Linked DNA regions of Mus musculus: region 2 is linked to region 1. Evidence: chromatin contacts called from public Hi-C data. All regions are on one chromosome and are shown on one strand. The core of a region is the stretch at or near the end of the contact, and the rest is flanking DNA. Distances in the headings are between cores, read along the strand shown. Region 1 overlaps Pip5k1b (phosphatidylinositol-4-phosphate 5-kinase, type 1 beta). Region 2 overlaps Pip5k1b (phosphatidylinositol-4-phosphate 5-kinase, type 1 beta).

Region 1 (6,879 bases), core at 4,038-6,537:
AAGGACCCTGATTCTACTTTCTCTGGGTTTTTCCTTTCCTCCTGCTGTAGAATTATAGTAGCTCATGGAACTAATGCCTCGGATTCGCTTTCTTCATTAACACGATTGTTCTATCATGGGCTATGTAGCAATGACAGATTGAGAGCACACAGTGTGCCAGGTAGCAATGGAGAGCACACAGTGTACCAGGTAGTCTAAGACTCACTAGTCATTGCCTCCTTCTCCCTTTGAGCCCCTAGAATTCAGCACAGCCATGCTCCCATTTTAATTGCTGAAGAAATTCCTAAAAAAAAGGTAATCCAGGTTTGGGGGGTACATGCTTTTAATACCACACATGGGGAAGTGGAAGCAAGCAGACCTCTGTGACGCTGGTCTCTGGACCAGCCTAGTCTACATAGAGAATTTTAGGCCAGTTAGTGCTACATAGTCAGACTCTGTCTTGAAAAAAGAAGAGTTGGGTTTGCAAAACACATGAAACTCAAGAAGAAGGGAGACCAAAGGGTGGATACTTCGCTCCTTCTTAGAATGGAGAACAAAATACCCATGGAAGGAGTTACAGAGACAAAGTTTGGAGCTAAGACAGAAGGAAAGACCATCCAGAGACTGCCCTACCCGGGGATTCATCCTATATACAACCACCAAACCCCGGCACTATTGCATATGCCAGAAAGACTTTGCTGACAGGACCCTGATATAGCTCTCTTGTGAGGCTATGCCAGTGCCTGGCAAATACAGAAGTGGATGCTCATAGTCATCTATTGGATGGAACACAGGGACCCCAATGGAGGAGCTAGAGAAAGTACCCAAGGAGCTGAAGGGGTCTGCAACCCTATAGGTGGAAAAACAATATGAACTAACCAGTACCCCCAGAGCTTTTGTCTCTAGCTGCATATGTAGCAGAAGATGGCCTAGTCGGCCATCAATGGGAAGAGAGGCCCTTTGGTCTTGCAAACTTTATTTGCCTCAGTACAGGGGAACACCAGGGCCAAGAAGTGGGAGTGGGTGGGTAGGGGAGCAGGGCAGGGGGGAGGGTATAGGGGACTTTTGGGATAGTATTTGAAATGTAAATGAAGAAAATATCTAATAAAAAATTGGAAAAAAAAAGAAAAAAGAGTTGGAAACTTGTTCAGAGGTAAGAGAAATGGCTCAGTGGTTAAAACCACTGGCTACTCTTCCAGAGGACACAGTTTTGGTTCCCAGCCCCAACATAGTGGCTCACAACCATCTGTATTTCCAGTTCCAGGGATCCAACACCCTCTTCTGGCCTCTGTGGGCAGCAGGCATGCATGCAAACAAAACACTCATACATGTAAAAATCTTTTCTAATTTTAAAAAGAAAAAAAAATTGTGCAGTGTTGCTTAGCGGGTCAGTAGCAGAGCTCAACAAAGGAGATGTAAGGGTCTTCTTATGATTTATTTATATTTTTTTTATTCATGTGTGTTTGGGTGCCTACCAGGGGAGATAGGTGACTCTGGAGTCACAGGCTGCTGTGAGCCACCTGACATGGGTGCTGGGAAGTGAGGTCAGGTCCTCTGGAAGAGCAGCAAGAAATGTTAACTGCTGGGCAGGCTCCCACCTCTAAGAAGCTTTTAATATTATTATCTTTTGACAGGTCATAGGAGGAGCAGTGGGAACCAAGCAAACAAAAAAATATCCTGCAGAGCTATTCAGCTATCTGGTGGAGTCATGTTTTTCTTTAAAAAAAAAAAAGAGGAAAAAGAAAGAAAAGAAAACACACACATTTTAATGGAAACCTTTTATCTTGTGTTTTTTCTATCCTTTGCAGGATGTGGGTGAAAAGTGACTTCCAAGTTCCCCAGAGTATAGTCCAAGCCTCTCCAGTCTTAGATTTGTTTTTTTCCCCTTGCCTCTGAGTGTATGTGTGTGTGTGTGTGTGTGTGTTCTCAGTAATATTGAAAGGCTTCTTCTACAGTCTGCTAGTTCCACATGCCTCTAGGCCAGGAAGAGACAAGGCCAAATGTAAATGCCATTGCATAGGATGTGAGTGTGTGAGTGTGTGTGTGTGTGTGTGTGTGTGTGTGTGTGTGTGTGTCTGTGTGTGTGTCTGTGTGTGTGTCTGTGTGTGTCTGTGTGTCTGTGTGTGTTTCCTGGGCCCAGTCCTGAGAGAAGATGGTCAAACATGACTTTTCATCAAAAGTGATATCCTGGAGATATACCTGTTTATTTCCTATATTTTAATGTGTGTTGTTCTGACAAGCATAGAAACCAATGTCAAGGAATCAAATTTCATTTGAATTTGTGTAAGACTAAGTTGTGGACCTCGCTCTCCTCTACGCAAATGCTTTCATCCCTATGTATGGGAACATGTAAAAGCTGAGCCTGACTCCAATCCCTGCTCTGCCAAGTCCTCTGTGACCCTAGCCAGTAGCTGGCTCTGGGGGTCGAGCTGTGGGCAATGCGGGGTTCTGTGGCTGTGGTTCCTAGGGACTGCTTTGTAAGTCTGATGGAGGCTGTCTTAGTTAGGGTCTCTCCTGATGTGATAAACACTATCACCCAAAGCAGCCTTAGCAATGGGTCTAATTTGGCTTACCTCTCCCAGTCACAGTGTCATAGTCTGTTAAGGGGAGCAAAGAAGGCAAGAACTGAAACAGAGCCGTGGAGGAGCACTGCATACTAGCTTGTTCCCCATCGCTTGTTCGGCCCGCTTTCTTATACCACTCAAAACCAGCTGCCCCGGGGTGGCACCCACCCAGAGTGAGCCAGGCCCTCCAACATCAAGAATATGCTTGCTTACAGGCAAACCTTATGAAGGCAATTTCTCAATTAAAACTCCCTCTTCCCTGATATCTAGGTTTGTATCATATGATAATTTGGCATTGTGTTTAATATTTACCCTTTAGCTTTACTTAATAGTACCTTTTTATTTAATTTAGACAAGAGTGTGTTGGGGTTTTTTGTTTGTTTGTTTGTTTGTTTGTTTGTTTGGTTGGTTGGTTGGTTGGTTGGTTGGTTGGTTAGTTGGTTGGTTGTTTTTAACTTATTTTTATATTTTGGTCCAGGCTCTTTATGCCTTTCCTTTTCTGTATCTTCTCCGCTTCTCAGAATTGAACTTTAGTATGGCTGCTGGGTATTGGGATCTAGGGGGTGGCTGCAGGGTCACTCCGAGGCCAATGCTGGTACCTAACAACTAGGGATCTCTTCTGTTGAAACCCTGCTGTCCATCTGAGGCTCCAGAAAGCAGCCCGTCACAGAGCATTATTATGGCGGCACTTCAGCAGGAGAGAGGTGAACTGGGCTCATACTGGGACAGGTCCTTGTTGCTGAGCCTGGGGTGAGTGGCCTCCATGTTTGATCCATTGCCAAGCAGTCCGAGAGATGCGGTGATGATTGCGTATTGTGAGGATTGGAGTAGGTGATGTCACAGCTTGATACTGAAGGATATGAGGAATTCTTGGGTAGGCAAAGCAGTAGAAACAGTATTACTAAGAAAAACCTATATATTGGATATGAAATAGCATGACATATTTCAGTGACTATAGTTGTTTGTCATCACAGCAGCTAATAATTAGGAAAGGCATGTGAGGTAAGAGAAAAATGCATCCAGATATTTGTCAAAACACTTTTTCCAGCGTTATGAAAACCCGATGGAGGACTTAAAAATAACAAACCCACAAGACCTCTAGAACTCTTACACTCTGTTGATGGAGGCATAAATTAGGCTCTAAGACACTATGTACATCAGTTTGGAGGATCCTCAAAAACTAAAATTTTAATTCAAAATCCAACTGTGCTACTCATGACTATATTACCCAAAGAACCCTACATCGGCATACCACAGAGAGCCTTGCACATCCAAGTCTACCACAGCACAGCTCAGAGTAGCCAAGGTTCGCAATTGGCCTAGGTGTCCATGGACAGACAAATGGATAAAGAAAATGTGATGTGTATACACAGTGTTGTTTCCTATTCAGCCCTAAAGAAGAATTACATTTAGGTCATCTGCAGGAAGATGGATGGAAACTGCAGATCTTCCCGTTAAGCAAAATGAGTCTGATTAAAAACGACATTGCATATTCCTCTCATGTGCGCAATCTAGAATATATACATGCATGCATGATGTGGAGGTAGAGGGGGCGCTTATTTGGGGTTCAGAAATCGGTCGGCCAAAAGAAGAGGGAGAGGAAAGAGAGGATGATGAAGGGGATGAGCATGGCCGTATTTGATACAATTAGATGAAAATGTCGTTATTAAATCTATCACTGTGGACCGTGAACTAAAACTGAACAAATACAAAAAATAAAGAACCCACAGCAGTTTCCCCCTACCCCCAGCTTCTCTGTGGTCTTCTGAACAGGCACCGGAAGTCTGCTGTGTGCTTGATCTATTCCCCAGCTTTCCATCCTCCCTCCATCTTTCATATACACTCTGCTGTAAGGTCTCAGACCAGGGAATTCCATTTAGCCTGAGTGCTGTTGGGAGATTCCTATGTGACTTGTTGAGCTGGCTGGGGCTGTGCTGTCCTCCTGTTTCCTGTGAATTGCTTCCCTGCTTCCAACCCAAAGCGTCCTGTCTGGACTGTCTTTTGGAGTGGGCTACATGACCTCAGCATACAAGCAAGCACTCTGGTTAAAAGCCCCATCTCTCTTTCTGGATTACCCAGTGATCCGTGAACCCCTGTGTGTCAGCCTTCCCTTTGTGATGGCCAGTCCCTCACCAGTTTCATCCCATGGTGCGTACACCACTCGAAACTCTTCTCAAAAACCAATCTTGTATACTTCAAACCTGCTGAGTCTGGTTCCCATACAGGACCCTAAGAGCCTTTTCCAAATGTAATCGTCTAGGTTCTGGGACCTCCCCTGGCCCCCATGTTACTAGCTGCGAATGAGGAAAGGTGGACATGTAAATAACTGGTCCCCTTTCTCGAGGCACTCCCTTCCCCTCAGACTCCATCACCATGATAATTATCCACTTCTATAAGTGAAACTATCTCAAGGAAAGATCAGTGAAGACTGCCCGTACATCACGGGTCACCTGCTGTCACAAACAGAGAGTAGAAATCCAAACTCTCTGTGGGCTTCGGCGTAATAGAAAAACCAAGTTGAGCATCCCTGTGAAAACTGCTTTTCCATGCATTGTGCTATCGTCCCCAAGTCTGTACTCTGCTTGGCTTTCCCAGTCCAGACAGCGTGACCATCAGGTAGCTAGTTGGCCAGAGCAGCACCCTGATTCTTAATTGTCTTTTCTTCCGTCCTCTCCCACGCTCTGCACACAGCAGTAAATCACCATGCCTCCTCCAGTCTGCCTCCTGATTACCACATGAATCCACCTTATTGGATCTGCCTTCGTAGAAACTCTGGGTATTCATCTGCAATTTCAATAGCCTCTTTGCTCATTTCAGTGCGCCGTTAACTTTCAACCCGTGGCCCCTAGCGTACCCCTTACTCTCTTGGCTTATTCTGCCAGACCATATTTTCCTGTCTTCTTCTCTCCCCCTCTCTTACTCATCTCAGGACTACTGGGACACCCCTTCCTCTGAGATCACCGTGCGGCGCTTCCTGCTCCTCCCCACCTCACCTCCTTCATGAGATATTTAATACCTTGTTATTTTCTCATGAAGAGATCCTTAAGCCTGAGAATCAAGCCTCGGCCTTTGTCTCTACATGCTTGCGCTCAGTGGGTAATTAGCAAATAGCTCTTGGAAACTGTGTCTGAACAAAAGAATAATAAGTAGAATATCTGAGGATAAAGAGAGGCGGGCATGGGTGCCACTCCGAGAAATCTGTCTTCTATGCACTTCTGTGTTTCCAGTTACTTCCAGTCCTTCTGGAGGGAACATCCCGTTTTGCTGAAATGCGTGCCAGAAACGGCATGGAGAATTTAATAAGGCAGATGATTTCCACTTTGAGTCACTTGGGATTAGAACTGCACTGGCTATCCTCATACTGAGTCATTAGTTTAGCAGAAGTGTATTTATATTTCAGTGACTTTTTCCCATGGAAGCCTTGTAGTGATCATCAGACCTTGATTTGACGTTGACCCCTGCCTCCCTTAGGTATGTGTCCTTCTCCCCCTGGTGTTTTAAATTAAGAGATTTGTAAGCCTCTTAATTTAACAGAGAAAACCTCCAGTAAACAATCTTTTTTTTTTTCCTTTCCTCGGGCAGATGGCTATCTGCTTCAAAATTAAAATGGAAGTGAAGTAGACTGGTGTGATCAACAAACAGATTCGTATCAGAATTTTACATCCAAATGACAGATTGCCCCTCTGGGTTCTATTTGGCACAATGAAGAGTTAAGCTAGTTTATTTAAAGGATGTGTGGGGGGCTCGGGGGGTGGGGGAGAGGTGAAATTGATGTTACTTAAGAGACTGTGGAGCTGTTTATATTCTCGGGTGAAAAGGCTTGCTTATAATGCAAGACCTAGGTGTGCTTGCTACTGGACCTTTAATGTTAGGGTCAAAAGGGAAGGAAGATTTGCTGGCTGGGAAATCTACAGGGTGACAAGGGAGACTCAGTCTCCTCTTCGTGCATCTGTCAGTGGAAGTACTGTAGGAAGTCGAGGTGGGATGGGGGGAGGGGGAGGGGAGAGGGTGGGACCTTGGGTGAAACTCCTGCTGTGCAAGTGTGAAGACCTGAGTTCGAATCCCCACAAGCCCAGCTGTAAGTGTCTCAGAGGCCAATGTTCCTTCCTCAGCCCTCTCTGCAGCCACCTCACCTCACCTCACCTCACCCCAGCAGCACGCTGCTGCTGCCCCCCGGAATGTAGCACAAACTGACCGCGGCAAGATTTGTCATCAAATCTTTACGTATGAATTTTGGAAAAGCAGTTCTAAATTGTTTTGCACTTGTTTTTTAATTTACCGTGATTATTCCCCGCCCCCTCTGGTGTAATTTATCTATGAACAATCTAGAGTCCCA
Region 2 (7,228 bases), core at 3,731-6,230, 71 kb after region 1:
CATGAGAATGCACTGTAAGAACACTCAGTAGGTCAGCAAACAGAAGTCAGGGTTCCAGGCTTTGGAACTACTGATGACAGTTTCCACAGTCCATGCTCTGTGTGACTCCAAACTGACGTCACTTGGGAGACAACAGCGCTCATGGCAGCAAAGCACCGTAAATGTCCGCTGCCAGAGGGACCACGAGGACAAGAGTTCTCCTGTGTATGCTCATCTGTGAGAAGCTTGGAGATTATCAAGAACAGAGTGGCAGGGGCTACCAGGACCTCCTAAGGCTTCTATGAGACAAAAACAGAGCCAAATGGATGCCGACCCCTGTGTGGACTCCCTGGTTGCACATTAGACGACTCGGACCTCAGAAGGTCCAGATGGACGGAAGAATGGCAGAACTCGATGATACAGAACCCAGGCCAGCTGCCAGGCTCCCAAACCAAGTCACGTAGCATCTGTTTTAAAATGGATCTTCCCTCTGTTAGTCCAAGCAATGGTTGGGCACTCTGACCCTGCCACTAGATTCTGAGAGCCTTTCTCCCAAGAGAGATGCCCTCACTTGCTTACAAGTAACTCCTAAAAACAGAACCTAGAACATTCATAGGCTGAGAAAATATAAATTGATTACAAATAGATGGGTGCCTGGGAAATTAACAGTAGTAGTACAGGAAAAAAAGAAGACAACTATTTCCCAGTGGACATTCTATTAGCATCTTAGCTAACCCCTTTGGGAGACACATCTTTTTCTTCTGTGTGGAGGGAGCATCATTAAGGGATAAAGCAATTTGCTGTAGGCTGTGGATACAGTGGCTAAACTTGGGGTTTATCCTTGCATTATCTCTTTATGTTTCATAATTACATGTTTCACATTTTATTATTTTAAGTGGCAGTGGGCAAACACATATTCATACCTGTTGCGCAGGAAGACCGTAGATGGAATTCCTTACACCTGTATGATGGCCAGACCTTTAGCCACAGTCCCAACACCAGCATCACCCTCTTGTATCTGGCGTTCTGCCCTTGAAAACCATGGGAAACTTCGGCTGCTTAAAAGCATTACTTTCGCAGGGCGTGGTGGCGCACGCCTTTAATCCCAGCACTTGGGAGGCAGAGGCAGGCAGATTTCTGAGTTCGAGGCCAGCCTGGTCTACAGAGTGAGTTCCAGGACAGCCAGGACTACACAGAGAAACCCTATCTCAAAAAAAAAAATTACTTTCATTTTGGATGTGGAGGGATAATTGCGCATCCCTGGCTGATACCCAATTTAAATATTGTCAAAACAGACCAGCTCAACCTTTATTTAATCCAAGCACTGAGGAGGCAGAGGCAAATGGATCTCTGTGACTTTGATGCCAGCTACCTATGTTGTTCAGGCTTTTAGTGTTTCCCTCGGGAGTCCACGCAGGAGATCCTCACAGAGCCCATGGGAGCAGCGTTCTGTATTGTCACTCCAGGCGTCATCCCTGGACCAGCTCAGCATGGGCATCACCTAGGGCTTAGTCAGAAATTTAATCCATGGACTCTACCCCTAGACCCTTTGCTTCATGGATCTCAATGGAAAAGTCCAAGAAGTTGCATTGTGACCAGGCCTCCCGAGCCTCTGATGTACAGTGAAGCCGAGAACCACTGAGGCTGCTGAACTTTTCAGGTCCATAACCAGGAAGGAAAGAAAGAGAGGGGAAAAAAGAATGCAGGGAGGAAGGGAGGGAGGGAGGAAGAGGGAAGAGGAAGGGCTGCCCCCCCCAGCCCCATTCTATTTTGTAAACTATCAATGTATGGATACCTGAGAGGGGCAGAGTCAGAAGTGAAAACCAACCGCTCAAAATCAGAGCTAGCAGAGGCTTCTAGATTCCCAGGAGCCATGATTCACAAGACAGGGGACTCAAATCACCTCCTGCAAACACCATGAACTGTAAGGAGTTAGGGGGCAGGAGCGATGTTATTAATAACACTTTATTTAAAGTAACAACAATATTTACTAATAAAAAAAACAAATTTAAATGTGAACCTAAACGGTGACATTTTCAGGATGACTCACCAAAAAAATTAATTAATTAATTAAAAATAAATTTTAAAAAAGGCCAGAACCCGCCACCACATCCTGTCTTTGGCTCCGTTCTGCAGGGCACAAACTGACTGTTCACTTCTGTTTTTCCAGCAAAGGGTTACCTTCCAGTTCAACCTTCACCTTGGAAGAGGGGACCATCTACCTGACGGCTGAGCCAAACACCCTGGACCTGCAGGATGATGCCTCTGTGCTGGACGTCTATTTAGTGAGTGGCTTTCTCCCACTCCTCTCAGCAGCCTGTTTGCAAATGGCTTGGGACCTTGACTTACACAAGACTAAAGCCAGGCATGCTTGTGGCTTCTAGAGATATGCTTGCCTCCTGTCCCTTCTACAGGACACAAATCTTCCCAAGCCATGTCACCCCCATAGTTTGTTCCAAAGTTGGCAAGAATTGATAGGTTAATGCTAGCTCAGCAAATATAACCAGAGGAGAAGTCCCCTGAGTGACCCTGCACAGCCACATGGCATCAGTGGGGTCTCTAATCATTACCTGCTTAAGCCAGTACGGGCTGCCCCAGATGGGTGTTGATTGGAAGCAGAGGCATTCCCACTGCCACTCCGGATAGAGCTGGATTCCCAGCAACCCAGGATCCTGCTAGTGGTCCCTACAAGCTTGTCTAGGCTTTGAAGATACCCTCTTCCCCTCTTGCAAAGCCCGATGAGTTGTCGATCAGAGGAGCCGGCTCCTGGTGTCTCCTTGGGCTTCAGTCTTCTTATCTATTAAATGGATTAGTGAATGCTCTTGATGGCCCTGTGCAGCTCAAACAGGCTCATTCATCCTGAATCAGAGGGAGTCAGTCGCACACGGTTGGCTCTCCAAAGAAGGGACAGTCATTCCCCAAACTCTGCAGTTTCTCTAACCGCCCCCCCCCCACACACACACACACAGCATTACGGTTCACTTAAACTTTAAGGCAATACGTCTAGAACATTAGACACCATTAATTTGTAGTTCTGGGGTGTGCTTTCTTGCTGGAGATATTTTATTATTTTTTAATGTTGTCCTACAACTGGGAAGACTCAGCTTCTTGCCTACCCATCAGTGACTTCATTTGCCTCTACATTATGGAAGAATGATAAAGAAAATCCAGTCTGGCCTGCGCAACTTCTCTCTCCTTTCTTTTTGACCTAATTCGAAAGCTCTGGATCCCAACCATTTCTATCCCAGCCATCTTTAATTGAACGGCCCTGAAGGCTTCTGGGATGACATTCTCTTTGGTGACGTCACCCAGTGTAGTGTGAGGTCTCTTGTGAGGCTTTTCCCTTGAAGATTCGATGTTTCCTTCTTAGTAGTGATATCCTAACCCACTTTGTGGTCAACTGATCCAAACTAAGTATTTAATTTATATCCCTGTGAAATATGCAGACTTACACCACATTGATTTGTGTGTATTGGGTAACCTGAGATTTCCTTTTAGGGATCCACCCAAAGTTGTGCCTTTGGGCTTACAGAGGCCTTGTGACTTTTCTCTGTAACTTGAACTGGAATTTAAAAGGATGGTTGACCTCTGAGGAGAGATAACAGTTTCATCATTCAGTATTCAGGCATTTAATTCAGGTCCTACCAATGTTTCGCCCAACACTGCTTTCCAGAGGTCCTTCACCTTCACACTGTACACCCCTCGGCTTCCTGGCTCATTTGCAAATATTCAAATCCAAGGGAGATGGTTTTTTAAGATGGCTTTATCCAGTGTGACCAAAGATGTTTCCTGTTGAATGCTGAGCTGATGAGCCACAGATTGGGGTATTGAAAAGCAAACAACAGAACTGAGTGGGCCGCACTGATGGGAAATGCGAGCTTCTGCCGTTCTCCTAGCGGGATGGTCGCGTGGATATCAGCCCCCGATGCTGCCTGTCACCCTGGGATGCTAAGGCAGCCTGCCTGGGGAGGGGAACCAACAAAAAGCCATTCCCACTGGGAAATGGAGTGGGAGAGAGTGCCCTTTCGTGGCTCCCAGGGAACGGGTTGTCAGTGAGAGGTGAAGGAATTGCATTCTTATTAACAGAGAAATCTAAAGGATGGCTGCCACCCAACAGCGACTTCTCTCCTTCTGTTACTCAATCCCATTGCCTTTACACTGGCCACATTAGCATCCTCTCAATAACACGCCCTTTATCTGTGAAAGTGCTTCTGCAAAATGGCTGTTTGAAGTGCAAAAATAACTGCATGTAAGGAAAAGAAACAGTTAAACCCCACCCCACCCCCAATTCTCTGCCATACTAGTATTGGAGATTAGTGTGCTGACCTACTGTCAGCCCTTGGACAGCTTGATTATTCGGTGTGTTTGGGGTTGTTAATGCTACCCTTTGATCATGGGAAGAAGGGTGGCAAAGAAGTGAGCGTGGTTGAATAAACAGCTGCCACGCCATGGTGTGGGAGGAAAGCCTGAGAAAATACCAAGACAAACGCTCAACAAATTAGGTCACAGGGGTCTTAGAAAACTCAAAGCAGGGGCTTTGGCAAAAAGAAGCTGAGTTTCTGAACTTGAATCCTTAGGCTTGGAGGTGAATGATGCCTCCCCGGCCACACCGCATCAGTAAGGGTCTCTAATCTTTACCTGCTTAAGCCAGTACCGGCTGCCCCAGGGGGTGTTGATTGGAAACTCTGGCATTCCCACTGCCTCTCCCGAGGGAGCTGGATTCCCAGGTCTAGGTTACTCCAGGTCTAGGGGATCTAGTGCCCTCTTCTGGCCTCTCCAGGCACCAAACATGCACAGATACACATGCAGACAAATACGTATGCATATAAAATAATAAAATAAAATTTAAAAATATAAACAAAGCTGACCAAGTCTGACAGTACATGAGAAGGGGTCCAGGGGAGGAGCCTGAAGGCCTGGCTTTCCTTTGTTTGTTGGCCTGTATTACTCTCCTGCTGTAAGAAATTATCACAAACTGTGTGGCTTAAGCAACAGAAATGTGTCACCTCCTAGAGGCCCTGGGTCTGAACACAACATACCCACAGTGCCTTGCTCCCAGAGCGGATGTGAGGACAGATCGCTACCTGTGCTTGCAACCTCTCTGGGCTTCATATGTTTACTGGTAGTCGGAATCACTTTTCCTCTGATTCTGAAAGCAAGCCCCTATGATTGACAGCCACAAACTCACTGATCGGTGTCCCTCCTTTCCACAAACCCTCTGCTGCCACCTACTGGTGAAAAGGCAGCTCTGCCCATGGGTCTGGGGGAGTGACTGAAGGCTCTATTGAAACCTAATGAAGAGTGAGTATGGGGCTCAATAACCTGTTTCCTCTTGGTGCACTTGACCACATTCTTCCAGCATAATGCATCTCAGCTCATCAGGTAGCAGAGTCTTTGGGCATCAAAGGCATCTCATACCACAGGCCTAGCATCTGCCGTCTCAGGTTGGCCTGGAGGCTGCAGTTAGAATCGTGCAAAACAGAGAGGAGAGAGGCTCATCTCTCAGACTCCAGCATGCGCTTCTCACCCACTTTAGTCTCTGGGAAAGCCTCCTCTTGACCCTTTAATCCAGCATAGAAAATGCCACTTCTGCAGTTGAGACAGCAAGGGTAACACTTGATCTTAGCCAAAAGGCCGAGAAGCGTCAGCAAGTGTAACATAGTAGCAACAAACACCCAGTGCTCCAGGCCTCCCTTATGCTGTCTGTGACCTATCCTGCTTAGGGGAGTAGGATTAAATATAATAAAATGAAAATATGGATAATTTAAAGACAAGAGTATTCTTTAAATCCGTGGGGCTCCTGGCCACTGTTTCTTTTTGCTAGAGCTGTCACAGCCAAGCACTAGGATAAGTCACTTTAGAGTGTAGGAAGGTCTTCTTTCGTGTCTCTATAGACTGGGAGTTAGTTCACAGTCAGGTGTCAGTGGGGTCCCTAGCTCCATTTCCAGAGAATCTGTGTAGGCCTCTCTACTTGGCTTACAGATAACTGTCTACTCCCTGGGTCTACACAATGTCTACTCTGTGTGTGTCTGTGTGGTCCAAACTCCCTGTGTCTAGAACAGTAGTTCTCAACCTTCCTAATACCATGACCCTTTAATACAATTCATATTGTGGTGATGTCCCAACAAATAAAATTATTTTCATTGCTACTTCATAACTGTAATTTTGCTACTGTTATGAATTATAATGTAAACATCTGTGGGTTTTTTTTTGATGGTCTTAGGCAACACCTGTGAAAGGGTCATTTGTGCCCCACCCCCACCCAAAGGGTCACAACCCGCTGATTAAGAACCATTGCTCGGGCTGGTGAGATGGCTCAGTGGGTTAGAGCACCCGACTGCTCTTCCGAAGGTCCAGAGTTCAAATCCCAGCAACCACATGGTGGCTCACAACCATCCGTAACAAGATCTGACCCCCTCTTCTGGAGTGTCTGAAGACAGCTACAATGTACTTACATATAATAAATAAATAAATAAATTAAAAAAAAAAAAGAACCATTGCTCTAGTAGGACACTCGTCCTGATGAAATAGGACCTAATCTACCATCTCATTTAAACAGATCTCCTCTGTAAAGACCCTGTCTCCAAACAAGGCCATACTCTGGGTGAATGACAGTTAGGGGCCTCCACCTTAGAGGGACATGGGTTAGCCCATGACAACCATCGTGTACTCCAGTAGAAAGCAGCACTACCTCTCCGTACTTCCACAGACAGGGCCTGGTGAGCCTTCGGCTTCACAATGTCCTTAGCTCTAGTGTGGCTGGGGATAGCCCTTCATGCTGATGACAAAGCAGCCAGGAACCAAAGCCTGGGCTCTTTGTCAAATGATATCAGCACTGGATTCAGTTCCCCATCTCCCAAGTACAGCAGAAGCTGAGGTCAATCAATCAATCAATAAACCAGACTCCTGGAGCTGCAGGTCGGTGTGCTCTGAGGTGCTCATGGAGCCACGGAGATTGGCAGCAGGCTCAGTTGAGTACCAGAAGTTCCCCTGTAGAATAATCAAGATGCATGAATCATTGATGTCCTCCATCACCTCCCCGCCCTCTGGAAAGAAATTAATGTTAAAATATTACTGCTGCACTAACAGTTTTGAAATGAGAGACCTTGACCTCAGTCTTTTCCCTGACATCTACCTGCTGCAGCAACAGGGCTCTTTGATGGAGCACAGGAGATTGGCAGGAGACCAGATAAACCACAAGTTTTGACCAACATTCAAAAATCCAGTCAGTGACATTCCACCAGATTAG

The links. Hi-C and Micro-C count contacts between places; a contact is called where the count stands out from the background.
Region 2: a Hi-C map of forebrain shows a contact between it and region 1, with 2.1 times the contacts expected there. A contact is called at or near these places in 11 of 484 Hi-C or Micro-C datasets (the G1E-ER4 cell line, Sertoli cells, bone marrow-derived dendritic cells and 7 more), 4 of 130 datasets of targeted methods (CD8 T cells, differentiating embryonic stem cells, embryonic stem cells and 1 more) and 3 of 9 other capture datasets (embryonic stem cells, liver and pancreatic islet).

Annotation. Positions count from the first base shown.
Region 1 is chr19:24,370,844-24,377,722 of GRCm38.p6, reverse strand. All of the region lies in intron 7 of Pip5k1b (phosphatidylinositol-4-phosphate 5-kinase, type 1 beta), which reads left to right. Among named protein-coding and RNA genes, the nearest start is that of Pip5k1bos, 42 kb to the left of the region's middle.
Region 2 is chr19:24,299,068-24,306,295 of GRCm38.p6, reverse strand. Pip5k1b (phosphatidylinositol-4-phosphate 5-kinase, type 1 beta) reads left to right here. Exons shown (of 15, transcript NM_008846.3): 14 at 2,150-2,264. Among named protein-coding and RNA genes, the nearest start is that of Fxn, 22 kb to the right of the region's middle.